Regions from separate parts of the Columba livia genome. Here region 1 is linked to region 2. The links are chromatin contacts, called in public Hi-C maps. All regions are on one chromosome and are shown on one strand. The core of a region is the stretch at or near the end of the contact, and the rest is flanking DNA. Distances in the headings are between cores, read along the strand shown. Region 1 overlaps SLC41A3 (solute carrier family 41 member 3). Region 2 holds the start of TMEM43 (transmembrane protein 43).

Region 1 (6,164 bases), core at 2,971-5,470, 270 kb before region 2:
TCGTAACATCTAATGTTATTTACAGCCTCTATAACTGTAGGGACAAACTCCATCCAGAACTGCCTTACAAGGTGACCTAATTTGGAAAAGAAAACAGATACAGAATTTTCTCACATTAGAAGACACCTCACCGTGACTCCTTCACTTACAAATTTGAAATCCTATGAGGGACTGAAGCAACTGATACTCTCCAGAGAAACCCGTGAGATAAGAAATGATCCGAGCAAGCATGTGATTGTGATATAGTTCAAGCCTGTGTGTGTATCACTCAGCTTGTTAAGATTTGAGGAGCATGTCGCTACGTAAATCCCTTTGGGCAGCTGGGCACCCCTCCAATGCACAGATTTCCCTCGCTGCTAATGAATCAGCCTCTTTTTGCTAACTTACCTCCAAAGCTCGTTTACTTGGAAACCAAGGGAGCTTAGGGAACAGGGCTCTCTCCGTGCATAACAATGACCTATTTTAGATACTTTTCCTCACGTGGTCATGGACAAGGGGCAGCGAGAGTGTTTCTATCCAAGAGGCATTTCCTGGAATCAGTCCTAAACAATGCCGGGCCATTTCCATTTTGAGACCTGACATTTCGTGGTGCCAATGCCTTCACACAGCAGAAAATACCAGTGCAAGCCAGGGATGGGATCCAGCTGCCTCATTCCACGGATGTGCACCCAGGCCCTCTGCGTACGTGGTGATTATTCTCACAAACAGGCCCATTCCCACACAAACTGATAACACAGAACGGGAACACCTCACAGCGCTCCCAGAGCAAGATGGTAAATAAGACCAAGGGCATGTTTTCCACATCTGGGTATATTTACATCGCTTGGCTTTCCCAGGTATTACAAGCAATATAATCCATTCTTCCCCACCAAGCGCTGTGCTGCTAGACCGCTACCCACATGGAATTAGTGGCATAGCTCTGTATGACTGCAGGATGGACTCACCTGGTACCCCAACAGGGAATGCTTGAAAATAGGAAATGTTTCACATGCCATCTTGTCTCTGAGACGTAGGCTGCTTCCTGAGACCGAGAAGAAGCCAAACACATCATGGTGTTCCCACAGTTAGTGTCCTGAGGCAAAACAAAAGGAACAAACATGTTATAATGCACTAATTTTGTATCATACTTAAACCCCCAAACTCACCATCCTGAGTACAAGACTCAGCTCCCAGACTGGAACCCTGTGGTTTGTGCTCACCTGTGGTTGATACCATGCAAGGCCAAGAAGGACCCTTTTCCCATGTGAGTCAAAGGATACAGCATGTCTTTCAATTAAGTCCTGGTTGAGCTGCAGCATTCCTGTTAGATAAGTACCTGATCTACAAAAAAACCCAACCACACAAACAACAACCAGTGATGGGAGAGAATCACCACAAGGGTTAAGAACTCATCCACTATGCCCTTCTTCATGAGGCTGAATTTGACCAGTTTCAGCTTACAGCCCCTGCACACAGTTACATCTTTCTGACTATAGAAGCTCATATCCAAACTGCCCTTTCCCTCCTTGTGGTTCTCCTTGAGTCCCTCATCTTTAGGGAAGCAGATCAGCTCCCACTCACTCATGTGGCTCTCCTCAATGTCACCCCAATTAACTAACATCTGCCCATAAACTGTCAACGCAACTGGATAGCAGGTTAATTTGAAGAGATTTGGTTTTTTCTTAAATAAATATTCACTGCTGCTAATTACCCAGTTATTTTCATTGATGAGTCACCTCTAGGCTGCTCTGTTATTCTGACTAACACCACTTTATCAGCTCTCTGAAGCAGTGATTCGTGGCACAGCCTTCTTCCCATTGTCCTGGAACAACCCTGTTCTTTGCTGCTTCTGCAGGGTCTGTTTCTCACCATCACCGACAGCTGAGGCTACTGAGTAAGAAGGTGAGAAATAATTAAACAAATAAGCTTTCCTAGCTACCAAGTAGTTACTCAATCTGCTTCATCTCCCAGATTTACTCATGGCAACATCAAATATGCTCTGTTCAGCTAATACAATTTTTATTATTAAAAAGGAAGTAATCTTCCTGACCCTCAAAAATTCAATAAGATAACATGAAGAATGAGTCTCCTCAGCGTGCTTAATTTAATATAACCACACCTTTGCTAAGAAACAAGATGGCTGTAAGAGGAGCATCATTTCTGCCATTCAGTTCTGCCCGGGAATGATGCTTCAAAGTAAGGCAGTGATCCTTTCACTACATGTTTTTTGTAGCTGATAAAATAAACCACTCAGCATTGCAGAAGGTTGGGCACCACTGAATATGTTCAGAGCCATGTCATTGTCCCCAAGGAAGAGGAATAAAAATCATCTGGCATCCTTTCCCCATAGGTAAATGTCTCTTACTTAAGAGGAATTAAATTTAGATAGTTATTCCTTAGGGCACAGCTATGCTGAAGAGAAAATTAAGTGACTCACAAACGATCATTTTGAAACATCTTTCTGGTTTGTTAGGATATTTCCTCAGGCAACTGTTTCATTCCTGCCTTTTGCTGATCTGTATTATGAATCTTTGCATTTGATTTCTTACCTGTTTGCTGCTGCAAATAACAGTAAACATTCCTGTCTGAACTTTTTCCAGAAAAGCTGAATCTTTCTGGAGAAAGGGTCTGGGAAGTCCAAGCAATATTGTTTAGCAAAACAAGGTATACAGGTCTAAATAGCAGAGGGAATTAGTCAAGAGAAGAAGAAACCGCCTCAGTCCCAAGTTACCAACTGTGGTTGTATCCAGCCCAGTGATGGCTGGGAATCATTAGGAGCTCAGGATTGCCTGGTGGCATCTGGAATAAGTTGTTGGTCTCAGTCCCACACTGCATCAGCTGTTTTGGGGGATGCACACTTCAAAGTAGGTTTGTCTAAGTATTTCCCATGGCTGGGAAGTCACTACATGCACCCAGCCAGGCACTGCGGTAGCTGCGATGCCCATGTGCAAACAGCTGGATGCAGACAACAGCTAGATGCAGATGCTTTGCTCACAGCTGCTTCTGGAGCTGCCTGGCCTGACAACACAGTGTCTCTGGAATCAGTCTTCTGCCCCAATAGCAAAAGGGCACAAAACACTGTGAGAGAAGAGCTGTCAACGATGGGTGCAGACTGAAGGAATAAAGCTTGTTACGAAGAAAATGTCCCAGCTCCAGCCTGGGTAAATTACATTCTTCAAATTTTCAATTCCATTGCTTCTTCAAAAGGTACGCAGTGCTGATCTCTCTACCCTGTTGCAAACTGCTGTGCCAGGCTGTGACAAAGCGCTGCTGTAACATTCAGTCCCAGACACGGGTACATTCCAGGAGCAGGGGATGCTATTTCTGTGTGTTTCCTTCTACCCAGACCAGCTGAGCTTGTTTTGAACCTGACTTTCTGTTTGTGAAAGACTTTGGGGATACTTGGCTAAAAATTATACACAGATCTCCCTTTACAACTTGGGTTGTGTTCCCCTGTGGTACATCTGAAGAAAATGAGATACAAGGAGTTCTGTCTAACTTAGGCAAAGCTACAGAGCACTCCATGCAGAAAAACAACATTTACATTGTTTAAACTCTGTAGCCCCCTTCCATTATTCCCTGACCTCTTCTTGTCCAGTTCCTTCTTCTTAATAATGAGGAACATCTTTCCAGGCTCAGACTCTGAGATCTCATCCTGACACGGTGAGACCAGATACCCTGTCAAACTAGCTTAGAAATGTTATTACATGCAAGTATACAAATGTAACATTACAACACCAGATAGAAATATCATTCTAGGAAATCTTGGCTTTTTTTCATTTGTAGCCTGGATAAGGGGAAAAGACAGTATGTTCTTGCATGTCACCACTCATTTTGTGCATGGAAACACTGGGCTCCTGAATGCAAGAAGTGCATGTGTCGGTCAAGAGCCTGCCCAGGGCTATACAGACCATGTGCTGCCTCTAAGTCTCATACCAACACGCTGAGAGGAGCCACCACATGCCTTGGCTTTTCAGGAATCCACACCCTCAATATCACCCAAACCTCCCTGTGCCTCCGACCACAAGCAGAACTCTTGCTTCCCTCTATTAGCAGCGAGTGGTTTCTATTAGACTCAAAGCCCTTCTGATTCAGAAGCAATGAGAAGTCGCAGCACAAGATATACACTAAAATCACTATTTAAATTGTTTATTGAAAGCTCTGCTAGGACCCTGAAGACTATTGGCACTGCCACGCTCTTCAGAGGCAGCGTGGTCCAGCTGTTGGGAAAGCAAGTTTGGAGGAAGCAAGGCAAGGCTCACATTGACATGTGCTGCTAGTCTGGGCAGCACTTCAGTCTCCAGTGTCTCAGTCTTGTCATTTAGGCTACCAGGATAATTGCAATTAACAATGCAACATGTTCTGTGGTAAAGCTTTCTCAAACACTTGGGTGAAAGAAGCTGCAGACACACAACAGATTGCATTTATGGATTTATGGAGCTGCTGCCACAAATAGGACCTAAACCAGCTTTGATATCTTAAGGAGAGCTCTATTTATGTATCTGTGTGCTAAGCAAAAAAACCCAGAGTCCTTGAAATGACAGACGAAGAGGTTTCTCTGCTTGGAGATCCTGGCTAATGACAAGAACCATCCTGCTGAGCATCGTGCGTTTAATAATCCCTTGTGCCAGCAGAGAGAGACGCTGGTGAATGGACCCTGTGCTGCCTGGAAATTCTGAGCTGGCAGCAAAGCAGTTCGGAGTAACAAGAACCATAATAGGTATGTGGGCCCCAAGCTTTCCATATTTGTGACGAGCTGTTTGGAGCCCACAGCAGCGACGTTAGCAGCACGTTATATCTTGTGATCTGCTCTATAATAATAAGCCTGAACAGTCGTTGACATTAAGACCAGGGGGAAATGGTTTGCAGCGTGTGGTCGGGGATGAAGGTAACAATTTAATGAGCTTTTGGAGAATTTGCACCCTCCCAGAAAACTCTTGGCTGTGAATGAGCATTAAAACAACTTCCTTCCCACCTATAACACCAAGGGACTATCACTCCTACTGAACAAATACCAGGTCACAAAACTGAAAACACAAAACAAGAGGGAGTCTTGCACAGGTATAAAAAGATCTTGCTGACACTCTCCTTACTTTTTAAAATCACTATATAATCAAATATTTTTCATTAACTTGAGCTGGTTGGGCCCTTCAAAAGTCCTCTGAAGCTTTTTCAAGCAAACTAGCTTAAAAAAAAAAGGTTAATGCTTCAACATTACTTCCACAAACAGAGCGCCTCCTAAAACATCTCTTTAATGCTGCAGACAGTCACTGTCTTGTCCCTGCCAAAATCTACCTACAGCTGTGGCTGCGGATGTACCAGAAGCCTCCCTTCTCCTCTCTTGTCCGCTTAAACACCTTTTGGGATTTTTTGCTTTATTTTGTTGTCCATTAATACACTAGTTTAATTACCTATGCTGAAGTGCTAAACAAGCATCCAGAAAGACATGGGAGATTGCACTTCAGCTTAGCAAGAGCTTCCAGACTACAGAGATGATGAAGCATTAGGCCAGTACACCTCCAATAATGGAGATCTTTGAAGGCATAAACATCTACACACAGGTAGCTGCAGCCAAAGATGGATGAGATGGCTTTCGAAGTTCCTTTCCTACTCCACAATCAGTTAACTAGCTATGATAAATATTGACTAGTTACGTCCTGAAAGTAATAAACTGTCAATATTGGGAGATACATCCTTGGGTATTCTATAAACCGCAGTTAATTTCTCATTCTTGGACACTCAGTTGAGTTGCTCTGGTTTACTGAGCATATCAGCTGAGCTACATAAATCTCTGCTTTTCACAGATAAGTGGGAAAATGTGAGTTGTAAGCACTGTTAACCCAGCGTAACTGGACTAATGTCTAAAGCTTCTGACTGCATAGGTCAAAATTGAAACAGGCTGGATCAAACCCATTAGACATTAGGCAGGTAAGAGAGTCAGAGGGCAATTCATCTTAAACACTTCTCTTCAGATGGGACCCACTTAAAGTGCTTATTTTTGCTGACTAGGGAAAGAATGTGCCTTAAACATCAACTTTTAAAAGGCAGTAATTAGACAATATGAATCTTCGGAAAAATCTTCAGCACTAAACAAAGCATCACTGCCCACCTCTGCTCATACACGAGGAAGGCTTTTGTCACAAGCCACAGTGACCGAGTGGTTTCTGGCTTCAACGAAGCCTGCG
Region 2 (6,092 bases), core at 2,210-4,709:
ACCATATCAGCTAAGAAAGTGACCCTGTGTGCTCCAGCTGTGAACTGTGCTTAAATACTGCCCTCTACAGGTCACAGAGCCACCTGCATAACTTTCACTTTCAAAATTTCAAAAAGGGTGAAGCATTTACTTCTATCTAAGCTGAGGTGAAAGCAGTGAGACCACTTCACACAAAAAGGCTAAAAGATATATAAGCATAAAGGCAATTAGGAGAAAAAAAAACAAAACAAACAAATTCACAGATGTTCATGACAATTAGTCAACATAGGGCAAAATTTATTTAATCATCACGATAGGAAGATTATTTCATTTACCCATTAGGAACAACGTAAAATATGCTCTGTGCAATCAGAACGTTACAAGTCTTGATCTCAGAAATATTCTGCTCTCTTAAAGGTTAGATATACTTCATACAAGAACTGTAATCTTCACTGAAAATTTAACTTACTATTTTCAAGGCAAGATGGTTACAACTGAAAACTGAGTAATTTGAACTTATCTGTCACATACCACTGAAAGATATTACTACCAGTTATTGATTATGTTGCTACTAGTATAGTACAGGATTGGTCAGATATAATTGTTGTTAAAATGCATATTCAGAGATCACCAAATTAAGCAATTTCTGCTGCATGCAGACAGGTGAGCAACTCCCATCAATGACACTGGTACGTAACTCACTTCAGCTTCTGTGAAAATTGCAATTCGTCATTTAAAACAGCGAAAAAACAACTATAAATTTCACTGGTTAAGCTCTAACTTTATTAATAAAAGAAAGGAAGGAAAGGTTTTTTCTGGCTATCTCTGGCTACTAACCAAAACTACAAGCCATCAACTGATGCATTTGAACAGACCACGTTGAAAGATCATGGAAAATGTTGAAAAAGAAAAATAATCACTCTAACAGAAGCATGTTCTTTGTGATGTCTTATTTTGGAAGGTAAAACTTCTGAGAGTTTGGGTGTTTATCTACTGAAAAAACAGCTGCCCTCAGTCTTTAAAAAGGAATAATTTGTTCCTACTTCATACAAGGTTTTTTGTTAGAATTGTTAGAACATGATATATGTAACATAACACTCCTTCAGTTCTTCTACTTACTACTGACCTTGTTCTTCATAAGGGTCATCAGGGTCATCTGCAACCAGCTCAGCACTGCTGGGTGTCTCATGGTCCTCCTTGGTTGCAAATATAATTCTGTCTTTTCCTACCATATAAGAGACAACAAGCAAAATTTCAGAGAAAGCCAAGACACAAGTCATTTATAAACCTGCTGAACACCACAAGGTAATGAGATAGTATGATGCATTAATATTAACAGTGAATGAGTTCTGTTGTACTTGTCAATCACCTTCAATCAGAACAGTTGTGGGTTCAGAAGAACACGTACACAACCGAAATTCTATTCTTCTAAAGCTCCTATTTCCACAGCAACATACTGTACTAGCTGTAGATCACAGTGTAGTTCATTGAACTGTGAAATTAAAAAACTGTTTCTAAACAAGCTCAAAGTACTCCAGGACTAACCTGGACCAAGGGGTTAGACAAAAATAAAAGGCAGAGTGAAAGAAAAGCTACACTAAGTTACAGGAAAGTGTTCAATAGGATACTTTTTAATAATAGTACCCTCTATTAAAGACTAGTGTAATATTTTCCAGTAATTATCTGAATTAAATACTGAAGAGGACCTTAACAGTGTAAAACTAACTGTGTTGAAAGCTACTATGAACATTACCAAAGACAGAAAAACAACTCAGCATATCTTGATTTAACAAAGTTCTGTGGCTGCGTTGGGGGAAGCTGGTCTGGAAACCTGAGCAGTTTTCTAACAGCTTTGTGAAACTATGAAGAACACTGAGGCAGACACAGCAGAAAAGAACAGCTGGCTGGAACTCTTCTGAAAACACAACTGAGTGTTAATTGAGTGGAAAAAAAAATGGTGAGCTGCTCAAGAACTTCCTTTCATTCTCCAAATTCAAAAAGGCCACTACAGTGACTCGGCATATTAGAAATTAGTATCTTCTTGTCCCTCAATGTGACCTCAACTAGCACATGTTCAGCAATTCCCTTTACTTTGCTCAGCAACCAATATGCATTTAAACATGTCTGAGAAAACAGATAAAACGAAGCCCTTTTTAAAAGGTTAGCAGTTTCCTGTCAACTCTGCATAGCACTCCAACAAACTTCACAATGTAGACTGCCCAATCATTATACAGAATATACGTCTAGAAATATTTAAACTCCAACCTCTGTCACTGTAATTTCACAGGGTGCCATAAGACAGCTTACAGATCTCACAAAGATCCAAGATGTTGTTAAAATAAAAAAACTAAAAATATAAATGTCCATAGGTCATAACCACCTCGCCACAGTTTACAATCAACAGTCAGTGTGCCAAAGTTTTTAATTTCCAAGTGGCATTTAGAGCTATAGTATGGCTTTTTTCCAGTTTGAAACTTTACTTTTTGTCACTGTACGTTAATTAACGGGGTGGGGGGGAGGCACGGATCTCCCAGGATACGAAGTGGTCAAGCCTCACATATACAACCCATATAACACTTCGCATCGATACAGATATATAACATCCCTACTCTACTCACCTTGTCCACCTACAGTGTTTGCCTTAAAAAGTTTAAAAAAAGGAAAAAAAACAACAACAAAAAAAAACACAAAACAAAAAGCCAACCACAAACCACACCTCTGGCCACTTAGTCTAACTCGGTAGAAATGTAACCCCTGCGGGAGGATTCCGCCCCAACAGCTCAGCCGCCCCATCGCGGAGCCGGGCGGGCTGAACTCCGCGCCCCGCGGTGCGCATTTCGCGGCCATTTCGCGGGGATGTTTCAACACCCTGCAGGGCAGCATCTCCTCACCCCGCCCGGCCCAGGGGCACCCGCGGGCCCCTGAACGCCCTCTCACGCCTCACGGCCCAAACCGCCTTCCCGCCTCCCGTGAGGAGAAAGGTCGGAGGCAGCAGTCGAAGCAGCTCCTCCCGCCGCCACACGCAGCCCGCGGCCTCTCCTCCCCTCAGGCTGCGCCTTCCCCTCAGGGGCTGAGGTGAGCGGACAGCCGCCCCACATCGCTCCCCCGTCCCATAAACGCCTCATGGAGAGCACGCCCGGCCTGTCCCCGCGGCGTGACATTGGGGGGACACCCGTGCGCACCTTCTTGCCTGCAGTAGGACATGGCGGAGCCGTGCGGTGCCTGGCGGCGCGCGCGCACACTGACCCCCGCCGCCCGCTCCGCTCTTCCTCTACCGCCGCCACAGCACCGGGCAGCAGCGCGCTGCTCCACGCGGTGACCCCCCGCCTCCGGAAGCGCCTTCCCTGCCCGCCGGCGGCCGCTGACGCACCTCCTGCCGATGGCGGCCCGAGAGAGGGAGCTACCCGCTCCGTGAGGCGCTGGACTACAACTCCCAGAATGCCCCGCGCACGGCCATGTCCGGGAGGAACTACATGTCCCGGCATGCATTGCGCGGCGGCGGGCGCGCCGGGTGAGCCCTGGGGCGGAGGGCGCGGCTGCGGCTTCGGCTTCGGGGTTCTTGCGGTGGCTGCTGCGGGCTCTCCGGGGTGGTACTCGGCGAGGGCAAGAGGCTCAAGATGTCGAGGAATGTAAGTGCGGCTTGGGCTGGTCCTGGCGTTACTCCGCGGTGCGTGTGGCGGGTCCCTGCGTCGGCCTGTTCCCGCTCGCTGAGGCGAGGGGCCCTGCGCAGCGGGGCCGCTGTCCCAGCCCGCCTCACGTCCTGAGGCGATCAAAAGAGAATCCTCAAACCCCTGTCTTGGCTGCGTGTGCTAATCTGAAGTTACTTCTTGGTTATTTCCCACAGCCAGTGTACACAGAGATAACCCCTGGGGGTTTCATGCTTTAACATGGCACTGGCCAGGACGACAATTTTGTTTTAAGTTATCTCGTCTTGTTGCTCTAGATGCAATTATTTTAAAGTATGCAGGCACTTACCATCGGGGAGGTAACATGGTACTTGTTATTTATAGCTATGTTTCAGTCAGTCTGGAATTCAGGAGTATTACTCAGTTTGTCAGGGGCTGGATGTGGGGTGTGGACACCAAATAGGGAACCTAGAGACAGACTGAAAAAAGCTTGAAGGAACATGTTGAACAACTGTCATTGCAATTGTTTTTTCCGTTAGGCTTGAGTTCTATTTATTGACTGTGTTTCCAGTATCAAAAGTGTAATGAGGCATTTAATAAGTGTAGGAAAGTTTTGGTCCAAGGCAAGAAGTGCTACTTTGTAAAGCAGCAGTATTACCAAAGCTAAAAGACATATTTTGCCTTTCCCTGTAATCCAAATATTGCCTTTTGGGTTTATCTCCAACAGTTCTCTGACACAGGCAGCAGAAAAGAACATGTCAAAGTCACAAGTGAGGCCAAACCGGGGTTCCTGGAGAGGCTCAGCGAGACTTCTGGAGGCATGTTGATAGGACTTGTGACATTTCTTCTGTCTTTCTACGTTCTTTTTACCAATGAAGTAAGTGAAATACTGTCAGTGTTTATGCACAGCTTTAAAATGTCACAGCTGAGGTGATGTTCAACTAGTTTTGTGTTTATACGCTTACTAAAATGGTCATGTCAAGTATTTATTACTCCACACATAAGAAATGAATGCTATGTTTGGAGAACCTGGTGCTTATACTTGGGATATAACAGAGAGTAAAATCATTGGGCCACAGACAGTCTTTTTGTAGAACTGAGCGTGGTAGAGACTCTGGCAGCGTGTGATGAGAGATAAGATCCAAAACCTGTGAGCTGGTGCAGAAAGAGCCTGTAGTATCACTGAAAGAGGGTGGCATGAGCCAGACATGTTCCAGTCTTTTCTCTTTTCTTGGGATAACATAACATCCTCATTTCTAGTGTTGTTATAACTGTGTTAAAGGAATTCATGCTCTACGTGGCAAAACTGTTATATTATGTCTCGTGTTTTAGACTGAAAAAATGATTAGATTAAGTAGGGAATCCTAACACCCTACTGTTGCAAACATACACACTTTTGGCAGTTTTGGAGTAGGGGAGCAGAATTCTGTGAATTTTCACTTAAGACTTCCTTTTATACCTCTAAAGAGGAAAAATTACTACTACAAATTTCAGTGACTTTGCAGGAAAAAGCACACTGTAATAGGATGGTAAGGTAAGGAAAACTGCCAAGTTCTGTGCCATCGATTCTTCACAACTTGATTTTGCTTTTCTTACTTGCAGGGGCGAGCTTTAAGGACAGCCAAATCTCTTGATGAGGGACTTTCTCTTGTGATCCCTCTTGATAACATCCACAGTGTGTCTCAGCAGAATGAAGGGAGATTGGTGCACTTAGCTGGCGCTTTGAGTACGTCTAAGGTAAATAAAATAATATCTTAAAAATGTATTTCAGGCTTGGAGGGAAGGAAATAAAAGTATTTGCCAATTAAAATTATGTTTGATATCCAGGGAGAAGACATGTAGCTTCTCTCCTCCCCTGCAAGCATTGCCAGCTACCACCCAAAATTTGGTTCTTGGCCTGGAATCGGGGAGATGCTCTACAGCTTTGAGCTCCCTACTCCTAAGCAACATGCTGCCTCTGCCTGTATTTACCTTCCCACTGCCTTTGGTGGATAATTTCAATCCCCTTTGTATAGGCAACCTGTTGCATGTTCAAGATACTGTAAAGTCTTTAGGCTCTTGGAGTACAGAGGCTCTGCAAGTTATGACTTTTCAGTAGTGATGATGTTTTCCATGGTCAGTTTGCATTGCAGAAGGTTACACAGCAGCTTCCAGCAAAATAAAATCTCCCCCTGATTTAAACAGTTAAACCTGTGTGCCATTAGCCAGCATTTCTGCTTTTATTCTTCACTGTGGCAATAATTTTTGATGATGATTCTTTAGGTCAGACTTACCAGTGATATAAGGAGATGCTCTTTTTTGTCTTTTGTAACATTTATTCTATATTCAACTGTGTGTAATGTAGAATTAACTATGTACAGTGAGGTATGTAAATGGGTTTGATAATAAAGCACAGTGTTTGAGTTTGTGAGGTATAGCATTTATCCTGACTTGTATTTTCTTTAATTTTTAAATAGCCTTTGTTTGATCCCAGCTATGGCGTCTCCA

The links. Hi-C and Micro-C count contacts between places; a contact is called where the count stands out from the background.
Region 1: a contact with region 2 is called in a Hi-C map of crop, with 4 times the contacts expected there. The contact joins the enhancer-like site here to the promoter of TMEM43 in region 2. A contact is called at or near these places in 2 of 2 Hi-C or Micro-C datasets (crop and liver).

The regions. Positions count from the first base shown.
Region 1 is chr10:19,320,022-19,326,185 of bColLiv1.pat.W.v2, reverse strand. SLC41A3 (solute carrier family 41 member 3) reads right to left here. Exons shown (of 13, transcript XM_065075636.1): 2 at 945-1,072. Among named protein-coding and RNA genes, the nearest start is that of SLC41A3, 13 kb to the right of the region's middle. Within about 2 kb of position 4,220, at least 1 of the 3 cell types and tissues checked has an H3K27ac peak away from gene starts, as active enhancers do.
Region 2 is chr10:19,045,698-19,051,789 of bColLiv1.pat.W.v2, reverse strand. TMEM43 (transmembrane protein 43) reads left to right here and starts at 3,459. Exons shown (of 12, transcript XM_005507538.3): 1 at 3,459-3,608; 2 at 4,333-4,482; 3 at 5,208-5,342; 4 at 6,062-6,092. The coding sequence starts at 3,597. CHCHD4 (coiled-coil-helix-coiled-coil-helix domain containing 4) reads right to left here and starts at 3,479. Exons shown (of 3, transcript XM_065075629.1): 1 at 3,350-3,479; 2 at 1,106-1,204. The coding sequence starts at 3,464.